Regions from separate parts of the Triticum aestivum genome. Here regions 2 and 3 are each linked to region 1. The links are chromatin contacts, called in public Hi-C maps. All regions are on one chromosome and are shown on one strand. The core of a region is the stretch at or near the end of the contact, and the rest is flanking DNA. Distances in the headings are between cores, read along the strand shown.

What was found. Hi-C and Micro-C count contacts between places; a contact is called where the count stands out from the background.
Region 2: a Hi-C map of leaf shows a contact between it and region 1, with 6 times the contacts expected there. The contact joins the promoter of LOC123093169 here to the promoter of LOC123095154 in region 1. A contact is called at or near these places in 2 of 5 Hi-C or Micro-C datasets (both in leaf).
Region 3: a contact with region 1 is called in a Hi-C map of leaf, with 7 times the contacts expected there. The contact joins the promoter of LOC123093179 here to the promoter of LOC123095154 in region 1. A contact is called at or near these places in 3 of 5 Hi-C or Micro-C datasets (all in leaf).

What each region holds. Positions count from the first base shown.
Region 1 is chr4B:543,161,961-543,165,039 of IWGSC CS RefSeq v2.1, reverse strand. LOC123095154 (peroxidase 44) reads left to right here and starts at 1,672. Exons shown (of 2, transcript XM_044516968.1): 1 at 1,672-1,941; 2 at 2,083-3,079. The coding sequence starts at 1,735. The coding sequence ends at 3,039.
Region 2 is chr4B:542,536,180-542,539,258 of IWGSC CS RefSeq v2.1, reverse strand. It overlaps LOC123093169 (heavy metal-associated isoprenylated plant protein 6), which reads left to right and starts at 1,635. Exons shown (of 4, transcript XM_044515080.1): 1 at 1,635-1,935; 2 at 2,047-2,381; 3 at 2,499-2,580; 4 at 2,694-3,079. The coding sequence starts at 1,803.
Region 3 is chr4B:543,723,576-543,726,654 of IWGSC CS RefSeq v2.1, reverse strand. LOC123093179 reads right to left here and starts at 1,577. Exons shown (of 10, transcript XM_044515088.1): 1 at 1,037-1,577; 2 at 838-915; 3 at 171-736. The coding sequence starts at 1,310.

The DNA.
Region 1 (3,079 bases), core at 423-2,922:
TTCTTTCCTTTTTTTATTGGGCGGCGGGCGGATAATGAGAAAAGATCTGCTGCCTGCTAATGGCTGTTGGATCTACTCACGTAAGCAGCCACCCTTTTGTAACAGAAGTGGTGTTCCAGAAGGCCCTCTGCAACAGGATCATTGTTGCAATCATCTCGAAGTGTTTATTTTTCTTGATCATTTACAACAGTAATTTTTGCAACAAAACTCATGTTACAAGCTAATGTTACAAAAAACCTTTTGCAGCATCGGACATGTAACAGAGAGCATTCTAGTGACAGTTGTGTGCAGCTCAATGGAGAAACTCGCCAGAGAAGCTTTTGTCGGCGTGCTTGCCGACCCGAAAGTGCCAACGGCTTACACACCTTGCAACAGAGAAGCTCATTGGCGCGCTAGTCAACGGCGAGAGCCAGTGGCGACAAGCAGCGTGGGGAGGCGGAGACTCGACAGAAACTCGGGGCACTCGGAGCAGCATGGGGAGGTGGTGACTCGACAGGAACTCAGGGTGGGCGGAGCAACGCGGGGTGGCAACAACTCGACATGAGCTCGGGAGGAGCGCCAGTGACTTGCATGCCTTGCAACAACTTGCATCTCGCCAAGGAAGCTCGTCGGCGTGCTAGCCGATGGCGGGAGTCGGAGCAGCGGGGAGACGGTAACTCGATGGGAGCTCGCAGTCGAAACAGTGCGGGGAGGCGGCTACTCGATGGAAGCTCAGGAAGACCACCAAAGGCGACTTCTCTTAAGGATCCAGATCCTGCAACAGACCCATTGTTGCGATGAGAGAGATTGCAAGAACGAGCCAATAGCAAAAACTAGTGGAGGTGGACATGGGCACGTGGCATGCAGAGAAGGCGTCGGATGTGGATCTGCGGTCCCCATGATGATTTAAAGCATTTTTGTTTTTTTATTTCACCTTTTTCTATTTCTCTGGGTTTTATTGTGAAATTAACTAATAAGTTTAGAGATGGATGAAACTTTTGAATCCAGTTATACAGAATCAACTTATCTTATTAATTTATATATAATCAATTAAAGTGTTAAAATATGCATGTGTTGTAAAAAATGTTCACACATAAAGAAACTAAAAAATATCCATGTATTTTTTAAATGCTCATCCATTTGAAAAAAATCATGGTGTATTATAAAAATGTTTAACCTGTATTTAGGAAATGTTCATAGTGTATTAAAAAATGTTCAACAACATTTCAAAAATGTTTATGACGTATTTAAAAAACCGGTTCCGCGATAAAGTCCTTTCTCGTGTATTCCCTTGCTGCTTTATTTTGTGCCAATAAAATTCCTCCTTTGTTCGGAAAAATAATTGCATCCGGGGTACTACTTTTTCAAGATTTTATTTATGATGCTCCAGTCCAACCCCTGTGCAACAGCACATCATGGTTAGGATGCTTCCTCCAAAAGTGGGTCAAGAAACACCTGTAGAATTTTCAAAACCCATACGTGTTTATCTGTAGCTGGTAGTACGTGCATATGCATGCGGCATGCCGATGGTGATGGAGAAGAGAGGACCAAACGGAGGGAAGGCACGGCCTCTTGCTATTATTACACAGACAAGGAAGTCGAAAGTGCTGACAGCCACCCACTGATGCGCGCGCTGGCCGCGGCGCGCGGGGGCTCCTCGTTGACCGCCAGGGTATTAAGCGCGAGCCGGGCGTGCCCCCAGCACCGCAAGGCCTTGCTGCACACTCGCGCACCTTGCTTGCATTGGATCCAGCCATGGACGCCTGTCGCCTGGTCCTCGTCCTCGGCCTCCTCGCGGCCGCCGCGCCGCTGGCCGCCGCCGACCTCGCCCCCGACTTCTACAAGGAGTCCTGCCCGGACGCCGAGAAGATCGTCGCCGGCGTCATCGAGAAGAAAATGAAGGACGACCCCGGCACCGCCGCCGGCCTCCTCCGCCTCCTCTTCCACGACTGCTTCGCCAATGTACGTACGCCCCCCTCGTTTGGTTCTTGATTAGTACGTAGAAATTTAATTAGAATCCGTCCTCGATGGAGAGAAAATGTGGGTTGATCTGCTGCTGCCTCTGCATGCATGCATGCATGCATGGATGTTATGTTATGTTAGGGGTGCGACGCGTCCATCCTCATCGACCCGCTGTCCAACCAAAGCTCCGAGAAGGAGGCCGGGCCCAACATCTCGGTCCGCGGCTACGACATCATCGACGAGGCCAAGAAGGAGCTGGAGGCCAAGTGCCCCAACACGGTGTCCTGCGCCGACATCATCTCCCTCGCCACCCGCGACTCCGTGAAACTCGCCGGCGGCCCGGACTACGCGGTTCCCACGGGCCGCCGCGACTCGCTCGTCTCCAACCGCGAGGAGTCCGACGACAACCTGCCCGGCCCGGACATCCCCGTGCCCCAGGTCACGGCCGACTTCGTGAAGGCCGGCTTCACCGCCGAGGAGATGGTGCTGCTGCTCGCCGGCGGCCACAGCATCGGCAAGGTCAGGTGCATCTTCATCGAGCCCGACGCCTCGCCCATGGAGGCGGGCTATCACGCCAGCATCAGCAAGCTCTGCGACGGGCCCAACCGGGACACGGGCTTCGTCAACATGGACCAGTCCAACCCCAACGTCGTTGACAACTCCTTCTTCGCCAACGCCATCGCCGAGAAGATGCCGCTCACCCTCGACCGCCTCCTCGCCATCGACGAGAAGACGGGGCCCCTGCTCAAGGACATGCTCAACAAGCCCAAAGAGGACTTCGCGTCGGCATTCGGCAAGGCCATGGAGAAGCTCACCGTGCTCAAGGCCATCACCGGCAAGGACGGCGAGGTCAGGAAGTTATGCAACGAGTTCAATAACCCCATGTCCTCCGACGGCCCCTCGGTCATACGGATCAGCTCCGTCGACCCCGAGGACCTGGATGGCTTGGCGGCTGGCAACAAGCAGCAGCAGGTGTCAAGCACCGTCTCGCAGGGGCACAAGGACGCACAGCCGGAGGCCGCCGGCGGCAAGGCGGACGGTAACGCCGAGAAGCCCCACAAGAAGGCGTCCGGCAAGCACAAGCTCCGCAGCGACTAGAAGCAGTCCGCGTGAGCGCGTCACTACTACACCGCGTACG
Region 2 (3,079 bases), core at 386-2,885, 630 kb after region 1:
GTCTAGGAGAGTAACTTTTACAATTTTTGTGGGGCCATGACCACGCCCCTAGATCCGGAACGATGAGGGTTAGAGAGACGGCTAGAACAAGATAGAGGCGTCAACTATCATCCCTATTCTTCTTCCAAAAGGGATAAACTTTAATTCCATGTAGGCTATGATAGGATAATAATGTTGTATGTGTAACTGGCATCAAATATCCATGAAAGTTAACTTCCGCAAAAAAAATCAGGATTTGACGCCATCCTTTGTAGCCGCCGCCTCCTCCTTCTTCTCCACAAAAAGTTAGGGTTTTTGCCTTCCGTCGCCGTCGCCCAGGTCCGCCTCCTCTCCGATGGCCTTAGGGCCATGGGGGCGCAGTGGATCTCGGCAAGGGTCGGCGGGAGGGCTCCGTTTTTAATCGTTTCTTTCAGTTTTGCTAGAGGTTGTGTCCTGCTCAGGAAGACGAGACGGCGACGGTTCCCCGAAGATGGAATAAAGGTCTCCCCGCCTAGCCCCCGTTTCGGCGATGCGTTTAGCATCGTTGGTGGGCGTGTGGAGGTGTGTCTCCGGCGAATCTATATTTGGTGGATTTGCTTGGATCTCGTCGTTGTTCGTCTACGTTTGTGTGTCTTCGGATTGGATTTTTCTGATCTACGTTATTCTTCATCTGCGACGGTTGCTGTTCTGGTGCGCTGGTCCTACGGGGCTTTAGCACGACGACTTCCCGACTGTCTACTACAACAAGTTATGCCCGACTCCGGCGATGGAGGGGCGATGACGGCGGCGCGCCTTCGGCTCGCTTCAGTGCTGGTAGTTGTCGCTAGGTGGTCTACGGATCTGGATGTAATTTCTATTATTTCTGGTACTCGTTGTACTGCCATGATTGAAGATAAATAGATCGAAATTTTTCTCGCGAAAAAAAAGATAGAGGCGTCAACAAGATAAGTGATAACCCTCTGATGTTAATCATTGCTGGTTTCGAGAAAGAGGTGACTTAACGACATCATCAATCAGAGATGAGGTCTTTTGTTTGCTCGTGTAGCCTTGTGGGGTCCGGTCAGGCATGTCCAAAACTCGATCGAGAAAAAAAATATAGAGCTGCTACTATACCGCAAACACCTATCGTTCAGTGACACGCAAACATGTATAGAAGTTGAATCAAAATTCAAGATCGTCTGTCATGACGTCTATACGAAAACAATGTAAAGGCCAAAAGGACAGCCCTCGCCGTGTTTAGACTTTGGAAAAAGGAAAGAAAACCCTTTTGTAATCAGAAAGCCACTCCATTGCGCGTGCGCTACGATTTGGCTAGCTATAGCCAGGCAATCCGACCGGTGGAGGAAAAGGGAGCGCAATGACGGGTTCACCTTTACATGGCATGACATTGCCAGCCGCGGCGACGGTAACACCGGTCAACTCAACGCGGTGATGACGTCCCAGGTGAGCGGGCGTAACCCGCACTCCCCACCCGCCAGCAGCAGCAGCAGCAGCAGCGGGCAGAAACTTACCGCCACGCGCACCGCGGATGTGGATCGGATCGGGCGGCCGGCACCGCCTGACGCGCGGGCCCCGCCGCCTTGCCTTCTACCTCCGGACCTTTCCTTCCCCCCGCCTATTTATCCCCGCCCGCGCCGCACTGCCGTTTTGTTTCGTTCTCGTTCCGCTTGGTTTTTCTCGCAGAGCCCGCGCCGTCAAAACACCCACGCTCCCCTGCTCGCTCGCGCCAACACGTGTAGGAGACCCGGAGAAGGAGCTAGAGAAGAAGAGTCCAGAAGCCTCGGAGAGCCACAGAGCGTAGCTAGCTAGCCTCCTCGGTTTCTATGGGGGCGGGGAAGGAGGCTCCCGGCGGCGTCGACGGCGCCGCCGAGCCGCCGCCGCCGGTCGTGCTCAAGATGGTCTTGCATTGCGCCGGCTGCGCCAAGAAGGTCCGCAACAGCATCAAGAGCATGCCTGGTACGCGCCCGCTCCATCCCGCCGCCAATTTCCCTGCTCCCGTGCTCCCTTCTCTGCATTTTGTGTTAGTCTGGTGGCTGATTCGTGTGCTTGTCTGGACTTGTCGCGCAGGCGTGCAGGCGGTGGTGGCGGACGCGGCGTCGAACAGGGTCGTCGTGGCGGGGACGGCCGACGCGGCCGCGCTCAAGGCGAGGATCGAGTCCCGCACCAAGAAGCCCGTCGAGATCGTCTCCTCCGGCGCCGGCGCCGGCCCGGCCAAGCCCCCAGCAGCCCCCGCCGCGGCCGAGAAGAAGAGCCCCGACAAGGAGAATCCCGACAAGGGGGGCGGCGGAGCCGACAAGGGGGATAAGCCCGGCTCCTCCAAGCCGCAGCCGCCCAAAGAGGAAGACGCGGCGAAGAAGCAACCGCCCACCCACACAGAGGAGAAGAAACCCACGGAGCTCCAGGTCGGTACACAAGCAGCAGCAAATCCTACCCCCACGCAATACTCTGCTCCCAACCACCACGCCCGTCCCACCGACCTTGCGGCTCACAATGTCTCCGCTTCGATTTTGCTTTCGCAGGAGACCACGGTGCTGCTCAAGATCCGCCTCCACTGCGACGGCTGCGCCGACCGCATCAGGCGCCGAATCTACAAAATCAAAGGTGCGGTTTTGCTGGGTTTCTTCTAAATTCTTCGAATTCGCGGTTTGTTCTGCTGTTAATTTTGTATCTTCCGTTCGAAATTGACGATGTTCTGTGTGTCTTGTCTCTTCCAGGGGTCAAGCATGTGGAGCTGGAGGGCAATGCCAAGGACGAGGTGAAGGTCACGGGGACCATGGACGTCCCCGCCATGGTGGCGTATCTCACGGAGAAGCTCAACCGCGCCGTCGAGGCCGTCGCGCCCGGCAAGAAGGACAAGGGCGGCAGCGACGAGAAGAAGGACAAGGGCGCCGGCGACGGCGAGAAGAAGGACAAAGCGGCGGGCGGTGACCACGTCGTCATGAGCCAGGACAAGGGGAAAGGCATCGAGGTGACGGGCCCGTCCATGGCGTCCGCCGCGGCGTCCGTGGCGCCCGCGCCGGTCCAGCCGAGGACGCACCACGTCTCGCCGTACGGCCAAGTCCCGTACCCGCAGCCGCAGGGCCCCCCGCCCAGCTACTAC
Region 3 (3,079 bases), core at 328-2,827, 560 kb before region 1:
ACCCCTTTCAAATATGAATTCAACGATATAATTTTTTAACATACACATCATATATGATTGGTCAACTATTTATGCATAGTCCATAAACTTCTCAAAGTTAATCATTGCAAAAAAGAATCTAGTGTATAATGTCACCCAGCAAGTAAACAGACGGATCGTTCGAAACATACCACGATGTCTCCATTCTGCAGAGCATAGCACCTTACAGTATCCCGAGCGACTCCTCCGGATGTGCTACCATCAAAAACTCCTTTATCAGAAATGGTATTGTAAGCAGTACTCCTTGAAACTGTGTTATTTCCCTGGCTATCCGAATATAATTGTTCATCTGCCGTCTTAGTTGCAGCTACTCTTTTCTTGGACCAGAGAGGTTCATCTGACTCCGCAATTCGAACAAAGAAGTTAGATCTTTTGAATTTTTGCAGCACGGTTTCTATTTGCTGTTTGCGATCTTCCATCCGAAGGAGGGATTCAGTCTCCAGAATATCTTGTTTTGAAGGGGAAGATGCTTTGTCGTTGAGTTCAACACTCTCCATGTTATCCTCAACACCGTGAGAACTATTTTCTCCGGCTGTTCCATTTGCATCCCCATTCTCACTGACAGAGCTAGATTTATTTGTGGGGTGCCGCGGCGAATTTCCGCTCTTAGACATCACGGCAGCAATTCTAAACGGAGATATGCAGGTCGTATCTTGCTGAGAGGCTGATAGGCACGCCAGTATATGAACCTGCTCGCCTGATATAACCAAACTAATTCAGATACCAAAACAAAAACAAAGAAACAGGCACAGGCAGCAAGATGCACTCCAGTAACTTCAGCAGGGGAAATGCATTTACCAGGAAAGAGGAAGGGGCGGTCCAACGGCCGCAGCTGCAGCATGTCCGAAACCTCACTCCAATCCCCAGGAAGCTCCTCTGCGGAGGTAAATTGTGAATCGGTAAGCTACCGGGCTGGCATTTCCAAGGAGAAATGTGGCAGTGGTGAATCTGCAATGCAACGAGGAGAAAGGCCAAGCAAGGGGAAAGGGGCACCAACTGTTGGGAATCGTGATCCACCCTTCGTCCTGGGAAACATCGCTGTGCTTCCCGGCCGGAGCTGTACTTTTCGAATCTGAAGAAGCGGAAGGAGAGGAAGCGGCGGTGTCGCCGCCGATCTCCCCGGCTCCGTTGCTGGCAGCTTCGTCGTCTTCCGCCGCGGCGGAGATGCGGAGCGGATCGTCGGCGATGAGGCCCTCCAGGGTCTTGAGGACCCCCTGCTGCTCGGGGATCCGCGGCAGCTCGGGCTGCGCGGCTCGGTAGAGGAAATTCATGGCCGCTCGCCGTCAGCCGCGCGAGCAAGGGGGGTCCGGAATGGCCCTGGCGGGCGTCCTGGGTCGACCTCGCGCGGCAGAGCGAGGGCAGCCGAGGGCGGTCCGAGCCCGCCGGGCCCCCGCGCGGCGGCGCGGGTCGGGGGACGGGGATCTCGGGGTGGGATCGCGGGGGGTGCTGGGAGGGGAGGAAGAGCTGCGTCCTGCTGGTGGAGTCGTGGGTGGTGGTGGTGGTGGTGGGTGGTCCCTCGGCGTCGAGCGGGGCAGGCAGATCTGACTGAGCCGGAGACGACGATGATCCATGGCTTAAACTAATCTTGCTCCCCCCTCGTTGCCAACTAGCACAGGGCCCAGCCCAACTCGCGGCCCAAACAGCTGGGCCCAGCCATTTCTGTTTGTTTCCTTCGTTCTTCTTGCGTACGGCGGATTCTTTTATGCTGGATCAAGAGAAAAAAATTGTTCATCCTCATCGCGGCACACTGCAGATGCAGCTCCTCTCATTTCAGATTTTACCACACTTGCATCGACATGGATTTTGGCAAAACCCGTAGGTGGCGCCCTTGGCCTTGCCGTTGTTCTTCTACTCTCAGCTGACTCCCTTGCCTCCTTTTGCATTGACATCTTAGTTCAACAATAAATCTTTCGACGAACTCATATGTAGTTGAGGGACTTTGATAAAAAAAATCGTGTATAATTTTTCTTCGTACCCATCATATTGTCCACAAGGTGACTGATAACTTGATAAAAGCCTCATGTGATAATGTATCAATCATCGCAAACAACCACTGCTTGGCACTCGGTTCAGTAGTCTCGCATAAGTGCTGAGCCAACTCACCATCGACAAGCGCCCAGACACACCTTGACATGGTGCACTCGAGCAACGAGTGTCTCCAAGAGTTCGCCGCACCACACAGAGCGCAAGTGCTGGTAGTGAACATTTTTCTATGAGCCCGTACATCCTCTCTAGTAACGAGTGTTTTGCTACTCTCCATAAGAACATACGTATTTTCCCTGGGATGGGTGTCTTCCACAATATTTTCCACGACATCACATCCCTGTCAGTACTGGAGGAACTGGCAGATCCATCAATCCATGCTTCCCGCCTATACTTTATAGCAATCATCATTTTGGAAGCTGATCTCACGGTGTAGCAGGCACTCTTCTCAAAATACCACGCCCAGCTATCTTCTACCTCATTTGTACAGATCGGGATATTGAGAATAGATGGAATGTCAATTGGTAAGCACACCTCCTCTAGTCGTTCCATGTCTCATCTTGCAGATGTATGGTCAATAAGTTCTGTTACAAGCAAAGGAGGGTTGGCCACAGATACGTCTCCAACGTATCTATAATTTATGAAGTATTCGTGTTGTTATTTTATCATTCTTGGATGTTTTACAATTATTTTATAGCAACATTATATCATTTTTCGGACTAACCTATTGACCCAGTGCCGAGTGCCAGTTGCTATTTTTGCTTGTTTTTTACAACGCAGGAAATCAATATCAAACGCAGTCCAAACACCGCGTAACTTTTTGAAGATTTTTTCTGGACCAGAAGGAATCCAATGGGCCTGAGCTGCACCTAGGGGTGACTCGAGGGGGGCACAACCCACCAGGGCGCGCCAGGGCCCCCTGGCGCGCCCAGGTGGGTTGTGCCCACCTCGGTGGCCTCCCGCACCCCCTCTTTGCACTATAAATTCCCAAATATTCCGAAATCCTTCGGGGTAGCCCTAGATCAGAAGTTCCGCCGCTGCAAGACCTCTGCATCCA